Regions from separate parts of the Macaca mulatta genome. Here region 1 is linked to region 2. A link is a contact called in public Hi-C data. All regions are on one chromosome and are shown on one strand. The core of a region is the stretch at or near the end of the contact, and the rest is flanking DNA. Distances in the headings are between cores, read along the strand shown. Region 1 holds the start of SLC17A7 (solute carrier family 17 member 7). Region 2 has its middle 62 kb from the start of TRPM4.

Region 1 (5,356 bases), core at 2,583-5,082, 200 kb after region 2:
GAACAGCCAGACGGTCCAGGGGGAGGGAGGTGGAAGAGCTGCGAGAACACAGCAACCCCTCCCCATCCTAGAACTTAAGGAGGTGGGGAGGGGCAGTTAAGAAACAGGGGTGGGAGAAGCCGGGGAGTGGACAGAACCCAGAAGGAGTAGGAATGAGACCACAAGAGGAAGAAGACAGACAGCCAGAAATAGGGGGGATAGAAGCCACTAGGATGAATAGTACAGGATGGCAGGAACTCCCCCCACCCATCAGAACATGTCACCCAATGAGATTAGACTTTGACCCAGGTTGACATCAGATGATATTTGACCCTGAAACTCAAGATGTGATTGCAGCCCCTGAAATGTGAGATTCCTTGTTAATATGAGGAGATGTCAGATCTCTAATCAAGGCTGTCTAAACAGGGGGTCTCAGTATCCCACATCTATGAAATGAGGGCAAGGGCAAAAATGCAAGAGAATGCAAGAGGGAACTTCAAGGTGATATCAATCATTTTAGAGCAAGAGGACCAAGGATACAGAGATGAAGGTGTCCCTGATGCTTTGCAGGGGACAAGGACAGAGAGGGGAGACCCTAGATGGAAACCCCCTCCCTTCCCTGGATGCCCCAAACTCAGGCCTGGGGACTTGGCAATGAGGAAAAGCAACACTTAGGAGGCCATTACCCCAAATCGAGATATCTCAACTTCTCTCTCTCTGTCTCTGCTTCTCTCAGGATCTCTGTCCACTCCCCTACGTCTGTGTCTCCTTATGTCCCTCTGCTCTCTCTTCTCTTCCCATTGTACAACTAAGGAAACTGAGGCTCGGGGAGCTGAAGTAGCACTCCAAGATCACAGACAAGAACAGCAATGGGACCTGATCCCTTAATGGCCCTCGGCATCCCCCTGCCCAAGACCTGGCTCTCAGAAAGGAGGCACCTTGGGTTCTCTTCTCTCTAGCATCCCGTTCCCCCATGTCCTTGTCCCAAGTTACTCTGGGTGCAAGGAAGCTCCCCACCAGCTGTGGCATCACTCATCTCAAGGAAGATCTCTGTTCTAGGCTTGGGAGGGAGACCGACCTGGGTTCAAATCATGGAGCTTGTACTCATTCACTGATTCCCCCCAACCCCAGAAAGGAGCCTCAGTTTCCCCATCTTTGTCTAGAGGATTAAATGGGATCAACGCGTTGTCTCTAATATGGGGTATTCCGCTCTCCCTCCAACCATCAGAGCAAACCCCAGGCATTGGAAGCAAATGCTCTTCTCTGCACAAACTCCCTGCTGATGGTCCTGGCCAGAGCTCGGGGGTCCCTGGAGACCCAAGAGGTAACTCAGAGAGCTGAGAGTCAGGGGAGATTGACTGTGAGAAACCCAAGCACAGTTGAGAAACAGGCAGAGACTGAGGGAGGGGGCCTGAGGTACACATCCCTGCCGCTGCTACCCCCCAGCCCCCTCCACCAGCACGTCTCTTTCTCTCTCTCTCTCATTCTCCTGACTTCACACTGATGTATTTTGAGAAACTCGTGAAAGGAGGCGAGAAAAAGGGTGGGGAGGGGCTGGAAAATTGGAAACAGAAGGGGCGAGGTTATCTCAGCTTCCCCTCCACCGCCAACCTCCGTCACTGCGCCATCCTCCTGCGCCCCCCCCCCCACTTCTGTCCAGCCTTATTCTTGTCTCTCATGTTACCAGAGGGTGGGGTAACTTTGGAGCTAAGAGGTGATCTGCAGCAAGCAAGACTGATGTTAGACTTAGCAAAGTACCCCATGGCCTAGTGAGGTGGACTGAAGCTCAGTGAAAGACAGGGTCAGGGCTGTGGGCCAAGGGGACAGGGCCTGAGGGCATGGCGGCAGGGGCATGGTGCTGATGAGGCCATCTCCTTCGTGCACTGTGGCCAGATATATTTTTAGGCTTTTCCGCAGCTGAGTAATTTATCTGACTTAGAGCCAAAGCTGGAGTTGGGGGTGAGAGCTTGTGGGGAGGTGTCCAGGTTATCCTGAGGGACACTCGGGTCACTGGGGTCATCAACCTGGTTGGGAGGGAGTCCCTCTCAACCCCAGCCTATATCCTTTGGGAAGGCTGTTCTTCCCCAGGAGCTGAAATTTTTGGCCTCTAACTCCTTTCTCTCCCAGGGACCCAGGGTGCTCTGACTTCTTCCATCCAGCTTAACCCCCTCAAGGACAATGGGCTATGAGCCCCAATCCGCTTTAGCTGCAGATTAAACTCCATGCCAGGCAGAAACGGAAAGAGACACAGAGAGATGGAGAGACCCATGGTGGAAGAATTAAAACCCAGAGACAGGGACAGGGATCCAGAGAAGTGGGGACCAGAGATTCAGGGAACAGGAGAGACCCAGAGAGAGGGGGACAGAGACTCCGAGTCAGGGGTTGTTAGAGATCCAGTGAGAGTAATGGCCAGAGAACCAGAGAGAGGGGCACAGAGATGCAAAGAAGCGGAGGCAGAGATCTAGGGAGAAGGAGAGGCCCAGAGAGAAGGGAGTGGAGATCTAGAAAAAGAGGGAGACGGAGACCCAGAGAGAAAGGAGGCAGAGACATCCAGAAAGAGACGGGGACAGAGACCCAGAAGCGGTGGGGGAGGGAGCCAGAGACCCGGGAGAGAGGGATTTACAGCACCAGAGAAAGAGTGGAGCAGGGTGGGGTGGGGTGCAGAAAAATGAACAGGATAATGGACAAGGCTCAGTCAGGGAGAACGGCGCCGTCGGAGCCCACGGGAGAAAACTGGACAGATGGGTGGACCCCCATGCCGGGGTATCGCCCGTTCATCTGTCAGTCTGCGCCCAGGTGGGAATTAGCATCCTCCTCGGATCCTCCCACTCTTCTCCTCCCGGGACCCCTGCCAGGCTCACCGGTGCAGCTTCCCGAGAGCACGACCCGCTAGCTTCCGAAACTCCTCCTGGCGGAACTCCATGGTGGCGGCTCCCGCCGCGGGTCACCCCGCCGGTTCCCCCCCGCCGATCCCCCCGCCCGCGGGCCCGGGCGGCCGCGTCCGGGTTCCCGGGGTCCGCCCCGGCCCGGCCGGCCCCGCAGCTCCGCTCGGGGGGAAGGAGGCTGCGAGTGCAGGCGGCCCGGGGGCTGTCACAGGACTCAGCGCCGGGGGCGGGGCGCGGGAGGCCCCGCCCCAGCCCCACCAGGCCCCTCCCCTCGTCTGCCAGACCCGCCCCCTCTCGCAGCCTTTTCATCCTCGTCCTGTTTCCTCCTGAGCCTTCTAATACCACGCCTCTGGGTTCTGAACTCACACCTCCGAGTTCACGCCCCCCAGTTCTGTTCCTTCCCCAAGCTACCCCCCCATCCCCGTTCCATCCCCCTGGCTCCTACCCAGATTTTCTCTCCTCTCCTGAGTTCTCATCCCCATCATTTCTCTCCCCCACTTCTGTTCCCCCTAATTTCGTCCCTTACAATCCTGTCTTCTCTGACTTTCCCTCTGCGTTCATCCTCCAGTTCCTTCACCCCTGGACTCCCTCCCCGCCCCCATCCCCCAATTCCATCCCCATCCCACCTCGTCCCCAGTTCCAATAGTCTCATCCAGGGAGTTCTTTCTTATCTCATTCAAGGGAAATTTTTTCCCCTCAAGTCCAACGCCTACTTCGATCCACCCGTCGTCCCCTTCTAGTCCCTTTCGCCACCTGGGTTCTTCACCCTTGAGCTCCATCTCCTCCTGAGTTTCCATCTTTCCCCTTTGAATCCCACACTCCTCCAACTCTATTCTCCCTCTGGCGCCTCTCTCCTCCCTGTTGCTTCTCTCGATGAGCTTCATTCCCTAACCCCGATTTTCTTCCCTCTGGCTTCCGTCCCCCACAGTTATATTTCACACACCCCACCAGTGCCAGCTGCGACCCCATAGTCTCCCCATTGTGTTATTTCCCCGCTCCTCTGGGATCTATCCGCGCTCTGAGTTCTTCCCTAGCTCCGGGGGATCCATTCCGCTATTTGAGTTCTGTCTCCACCCACTGGAGATCTGTCCCCGCCCCCTAAATTGTGATCCGCGCCCCCTGGCATCCTCATCCGCCCTCTGAATTTGTCTACTCCCCTAGGATCTGTCGCTGACCTGAGTTCTGCCTCCACCCTCTGAGTTCTCTCCCCATTCTTGGAGTTGTGTCCCCTCCTCCTAGGATCTGTCCCTGGGATCTGTCCCCGCCCTCAGTCCTGTTCTTGCCCCCTGGAATCTGTTCGTGCTATCTGAGTTCTACCCCTTCCCCACTGGATCTCTCTCTGCCCCCCGGAATCTGTCCCCACCCACCGAGTTCTGGACTCCGTCCTTGGGATCTGTGCCCGCCCTCCCAGTTCTCCCCGCCCCCTGGATCTGTCCCTACCCTCCCTGCCCTCGTCCCATGGGATCTGTCCCCGCCCTCCGACTGCTGACCCTCGCCACTGGGATCTGTCCTCGACCTCCCAGTCCTGTCCCCGCCCCCGGAATCTGACCCCGCCCACCAAGCTCTGGCCTCCGCCCCTGGGAACTGTCCCCGCCCTACCAGTCCTGCCCCCGCCCCATGGGATCTGTCCCCGCCCTCCGACTTCTGACCCTGTGATCCGTCCCTGCTCTCCCAGTCCTGCCCACACCCCCAGGAATCTGTCCCCGCCCACCGAACTCTGTCTCCACCCCTGAATTCCAGCCCCGCCCCGCTGGGTAGAGCCCCGCCCTTCCCTGTCCTGGGCCCGCAGACAGGGTCCCGCCCCGCTCCTGTCCTCAGACCAGCCCATCTCCCGGCGCTGAGTCCACCTCCAGATCCAGGCCCCAGGAGGGTGATCCTTTCCCTACTACCTCCCCGCGTCGGGCCGCAAATGCATTTGGAATTAAATTTTCATGATGCGGCCCGCGGTGGGGTGGGAGGAGCAGACGGCGCGGCGGGCGGGCGCCAAGTACTGGGTGGCCGGGAAGCCACTGACCGCCGCAGCCTCTCGCTTCCAGCCTTGACTGGCTGGGTCTCTGGGTCTCACAGTTTTGAGAAACCCCTGGGACCCCAGAACGAAGGACGCTGCGGGTCTGAGGCAGAACCGAGGTAGGAACCGGGACTCGTGGGGTGAAGTACCAGCGCGGGAGCCGCTCACACGCGCCACCCAGTGGCTGCAGAGTTCCCGGCCGGGGTGCGGAGGCGGTGGTTGCGGCTCGGGGCCAGGTGTGAGGGTGGAGCAGATGGTGAAGAGGAGGGAGTGGGAAGCGGGCCCCGCCGCTGCCAAAACCTGGGCCTTTGCCGAAACCATCGCCATGGAAACCAAGGAAGGAGGAAAGGACCCAGCCCCACACTTTTTCAAGACCTGGGAATGAGTTACTTGGCCTCCTCCAGCGGCTCACTGTCCCAACTACAAGTCCCAGCGGCCTCTGAGCCTCAGCGCTCGCTTGAGAAGGGCCGCGCACTCCGAGGGC
Region 2 (5,341 bases), core at 1,751-4,250:
CACCTCAGCCTCCCAGAGTGCTGGGATTACAGGCGTGAGCCACTGCACCTGGCCAATATAAAAAAATTTTTTAGTAGAGACAAGATTTCACTATGTTGCCCAGGCTGGTCTCAAACTCCTGAGCTCAAATGATCCTCCTGCCTTGGCCTCCTGAGTAGCCGGGATTACAGGTGCACACCACTATACTCGGCTAAGTTTTACTTTTTTGTTTGTTTGTTTTATAGAGATGGGGTTTCATTATGTTGCTCAGGCTGGTCTGGAACTCTTGGGCTCAAGCGATTCTCCTGCCTTGGCCTCCCAAAGTGCTGGGATTACAGGTGTGAGCCACTGCGCCCGGCCTTACGTATTCTTTGGAAGAAATGGCTTTTGGGTAATGGCTTGCATTGTTGTGTTGTATCAGCTGCCGTCCAGTCGAAGCTAACTAAGGGCAGGTGGGTGTTGAATGAGGACAATGCCCACCTGCCCTTAGTTAGCTGTGACTGCGATAACAAAGACCCTGTTATCCCAATCATCATCACGAGGACTAGCTGCGCCGCAGCTTAAAGGGACATTTCATAGCTTAAAAAAGACAAACTGTTGGTCCTGCCACCTCCGACTACAAAGGTGTCGCTACTGATAAGCTTTTTTGGATCTTGAAGATGCCACATCTCACGTGTGGAAATTTCACTAATGCGGCTGTAGCAAGTGACCAGACAGATGGCCGCATTTGAGTGGGAGCCTCTTTAGCAAGAGCTTTTTAAAATCTAGCTCCACCCAGGAGCTCTTTATCTTCTTCAGAACCCACGGAATTATAGACGTCTGCATCAACCTCCGTGGGACCTCGGAGTCCAGGAGAACGAATACGAAGGCGCTGATGCTCATGCTGCCTGCTGGCTGGTGAGTAATAAAGTTATTTGTCTCTGGCCCAGGAGTCTTGTGTCTTCTGGCAACATTTGTGAAACAGTAATGGGGTAGCTTGTTTTATTTTTGTTTTTTATTTTATTGATTGACTGAATTAGGGACAGGGTCTCACTCTGTCACCCAGGCTGGAGTGCAATGGTGCACTCCAACCTGGGCTCAAGTGATTCCCCCACCTCAGCCTCCCGAGTAGCTGGGACTACAGGTGCATGCCACTGTGCCCAGCTAATTTTTTATTTTTTGTAGAGACAGGGTATGGCTACATTGCCCAGAGATGGGCTTTCATTATGTTGCTCAGGCTGGTCTGGAACTCTTGGGCTCAAGCGATTCTCCTGCCTTGGCCTCCCAGAGTGCTGGGATTACAGGTGTGAGCCACTGCGCCCGGCCTTACGTATTCTTTGGAAGAAATGGCTTTTGGGTAATGGCTTGCATTGTTGTGTTGTATCAGCTGCCGTCCAGTCGAAGCTAACTAAGGGCAGGTGGGTGTTGAATGAGGACAATGCTCACCTGCCCTTAGTTAGCTGTGACTGCGATAACAAAGGCCCTGTTATCCCAATCATCATCACGAGGACTAGCTGGGCCGCAGCTTAAAGGGACATCTCATAGCTTAAAAAAGACAAACTATTGGTCCTCCTGGGCTCAAGAGATTCTCCTGCTTCAGCCTCTCAAGGTGCTGGGATTATAGGCATGAGGCCACCGCACCCGGCCCAGGCTGGCTTGTAAGTAGGACAAAATGAAAGTCCGGACCTGGTAGTGTTGAAGAGGATGGGATGTTGACAAAGGTGTGGCTTTCTGGAATTGGAAGGACAGGGCCTCCATGGGCCTGGTTCAAAAATATGAGAAGAGCCGGGCGCGGTGGCTCAAGCCTGTAATCCCAGCACTTTGGGAGGCCGAGACGGGCGGATCACGAGGTCAGGAGATCGAGACCATCCTGGCCAACATGGTGAAACCCCGTCTCTACTAAAAAATACAGAAAACTAGCCGGGCGAGGTGGCGGGCGCCTGTAGTCCCAGCTACTCGGGAGGCTGAGGCAGGAGAACGGCGTGAACCCGGGAGGCAGAGCTTGCAGTGAGCTGAGATCCGGCCACTGCACTCCAGCCTGGGCGGCAGAGCGAGACTCCGTCTCAAAAAAAAAAAATATATATATATATATATAAGATATATATATATATTTTCTTCTTATATATATATATAAGAAGAATCCCTAGGATCCAGTAGGGAATTCTCTCATCCAAGTAGAGGAGGATGGCCAGCAATAGGGGTCCCCACTGTCCTATTTTTGAGATGGAATTTTGCTCTCATCCCCCAAGCTGGAGTGCAATGGTGAGATCTCGGCTCACTGCAACCTCCACCTCCTGGGTTCAAGCAATTCTCCTGCCTCAGCCTCCCGAGTAGCTGGGATTACAGGCATGCGCCACCACGCCTGACTAATTTTGTATTTTTAGTAGAGACGGGGTTTCTCCATGTTGGCCAGGCTGGTCTCGAACTCCCGACCTCAGGTGATCCACCTACTTCAGCCTCCCAAAGTGCTGGGATTACAGGCGTGAGCCACCGCACCCGGCCTTTTGTTTGCTTGTTTGTTTTTTTGAGATGGAGTTTCACTCTTGTTGCTCAGGTTGGAGTGCAATGGCATGATCTCCACTCACTGCAACCTCCGCCTCCCAGGTTCAAGCAATTCTCCTGCCTCAGTCTCCCGAGTAGCTGGGACTACAGGTGTGCACCACCACGCCTGGCTAATTTTGTATTTTTGGTAGAGACGGAGTTTCTCCATGTTGGTCAGTCTGGTCTTGAACTCCTGACCTCAAGTGATTCGCCCGCCTTGGCCTCCCAAAGTGCTGGGACTACAGGTGTGAGTCACCACGCCAGACCAACAGTGAGTTTTTTCCCCCTGCCTTTGCTGTCCCCCTAGGCTACTCCCCAGCCCCAAGTTGCTCCAGGGCTGAGGCTGTGGTCCCTGACCCACAGACTTCTCGGTTCAAGCGCCTGAATTCAACGAATCAGGCTCGCAGTGGGAAGGGAAGCTGAAGTGCTCTAGTTGGGTGTGGCGCTTTGGGCCAATTTAACGTCCTGCTGTGTGGTTTCCACGACTGAGCGGGTATAATTGGTACTGATGTCTTACATGCTCAAACAACGAACGCCCCGTTATCAGGGGATTCTATCGGTCAGGGGCTGTGGCATGTGCTGCCCTCTTCCCCTTTACCGGGAACGATGTGGGATCCCGGTAGAAAAGGAAACACAGCTTTAATGACTAAATGGCTGCTGGAGTGCTCCGGGAAGCCGTTTCCCAGTGCCACAGCGCCACCTGCCTGACACGGCCACCAAGTACACCCCTTTTAAAAAGAAAAGGCAGCTAGGCTGAGTGCCGCGGCTCACACTGGGAGGTGGGCGGATCGCTTGAGTCCAGGAGTTCAAGACCAGCCTGGGCGATATAGTGAAACCCCATCTCTATTTTTTACATTTAATTTAATTTTTATTTATCTATTTTTAGACAGAGTCTCTCTCTCTCACCAGGCTGGAGTGCAGCGGTGCCATCTCGGCTGCAACCTCCACCTCCTGGGTTCAAGTGAGTCTCCTGCCTCAGCCTCCCGAGTAGCTGGGATAACAGGCGTCTGCCACCACCCCAGCTAACTTTTGTATTTTTAGTAGAGACGGGGTTTCACCATGTTGGCTAGGATGGTCTCAATTTCTTGACCTCGGGATCCACCCCTTCGGCCTCCCAAAGTGCTGGGATTACAGGCGTGAGCCACCGTGCCCGGCCCTGTCTCTTTTAATAATAACAATTAAAAAAAAAAAAAAAAAACCACTATGAATCGCTATTAAGCTCTCATTGAAAGCAAATACCTGGCCTGTGGAGGCCTTTAACTCCCCAGCCTCATACCCTCATTCTCAGGTAGGTTAACTGGAACTTCACTAGTAATACTGGAAATGGCCAAAGGTAAAGGGTACATCCAAGAGCACAGCCGGTCTGGTCCTCAGGTCATCTGAGTTTTACATACAAGTCACAGCTACCCCTGTTTCTTTCATTTTCTGTTTTGAGACAGTCTTGCTGTGTTGCCCAGGCTGGAGTGCAGTGGCATGATCGTGGCTCACTGCAGCCTGGAACTCCTGGGCTCAAGTGATCCTCCCACCTCAACCTCCTGAGTAACTGGGACTCTAGGCATGCACCAGCACACCTGGTTAATTTAAAAATTTTTTTTTCAGAGACAGAGTCTCACTGTGTTGCCCAGGCTGGTCTTCAACTCCTGGGCTCAAGTGATCCTCCTGCCTCGGCCTCCCAAAGTGCTGGAATTACAAGTGTGAGGCACCGCACCCAGCAGCAGCTACCCCATTTGGAGAAAACTCGCCTCCACTCCCCTGCCTGAGGCAATTTCTCTGGCTCATGGGGCCCTCGATTCACAAGGGTTCCCTTAAACGGCTGGGCGCGTTCCACTATGTTAAACCTAAAGATGTCCACTAGGGGGCAGCAACCACCTAACCCCAACACTAACTCCGGAAGACATTGATTGCAGTTTAGTTGATATTTAAGGTATTCAATGGGACTTTGTAACTTCTTCACTATCTGCGGGTGTCTAGTATTATTGATTGTTGGATCATCTTCCTCAAGAATCGGCTCAAAAAGGTTTCTGGTTTCCCCTTCCCACCTCTTCCTGATCCACACACTTTATTTATTTATTTTTTGAAACAGACACTGTGTCACCCAGGTTGGAGTGCAGTGGTGCCATCTCGGCTCGCTGCAACCTCCGCCTCCTGGGTTCAAGCGATTCTCCTGCCTCAGCCTCCCAAGTACCTGGGATTACAGGTGTGCACCATCACGCCCGGCTGATTTTTGTATTTTTGGTAGAGACGGGGTTTCGCCATGTTGGCCAGGCTGGTCTCGAACCCCTGACCTCAACTGATCCGCCTGCCTCAGCCTCCCAAAGTGCTGGGATTACAGGCGTGAGTCACCGCACCTGGCCACACACACTTTACTCAGGCTGTTTGGTCACTGAATGTGGCAGTCCCGGAAGAGGCTTCATCTCTCCTTGGCTGCATGTTGGATAGTCACTGAGAAGGAAGTGTTGGAGGAGTTACAGAGACCTATTCTGAAAATGTACGATTCTGCCTACTGACCATCGTCAGAATGATGAATCTGTCTTTCCGCTGGACAGATGGTGGTCACACTCTCCAGATGGCAGTTTAGCCCTGAGGGGGCCAAGTAGGGGATTCAAACTAATGCTGGTTTAGGCACCAGAATCCGCTTGTTGGACCAACATGGTGCTAGATCAGGAGTTGACACACTACACAGCCTGTGGGATACATCTGGCCCGTGACCTGTGTCTGTATGGTCCATAAGCTAACAAAGGTTTTTACATATTTTAAAAAATTTGTGGTTTTTTGTTTTTCTGTTTTTTGGAGACAGAGTCTCACTTTGTTGCCCAGGCTGGAGTGCAGTGGTGTGATCTTG

The links. A called contact is a pair of places that touch in the nucleus more often than the background predicts.
Region 1: a contact with region 2 is called in a Hi-C map of CD4 T cells, with 4 times the contacts expected there. The contact joins the promoter of SLC17A7 here to the enhancer-like site in region 2. A contact is called at or near these places in 6 of 14 Hi-C or Micro-C datasets (CD4 T cells, blood, cortical neurons and 3 more).

The regions. Positions count from the first base shown.
Region 1 is chr19:61,865,962-61,871,317 of T2T-MMU8v2.0, forward strand. It overlaps SLC17A7 (solute carrier family 17 member 7), which reads right to left and starts at 3,833. Exons shown (of 12, transcript XM_077980934.1): 1 at 3,808-3,833. The coding sequence starts at 3,833.
Region 2 is chr19:61,669,376-61,674,716 of T2T-MMU8v2.0, forward strand. No RefSeq gene overlaps it. Among named protein-coding and RNA genes, the nearest start is that of TRPM4, 62 kb to the left of the region's middle. Within about 2 kb of position 3,001, at least 7 of the 40 cell types and tissues checked have an H3K27ac peak or open chromatin away from gene starts, as enhancers often do. A contact at or near this core is called in CD4 T cells, where this site is marked.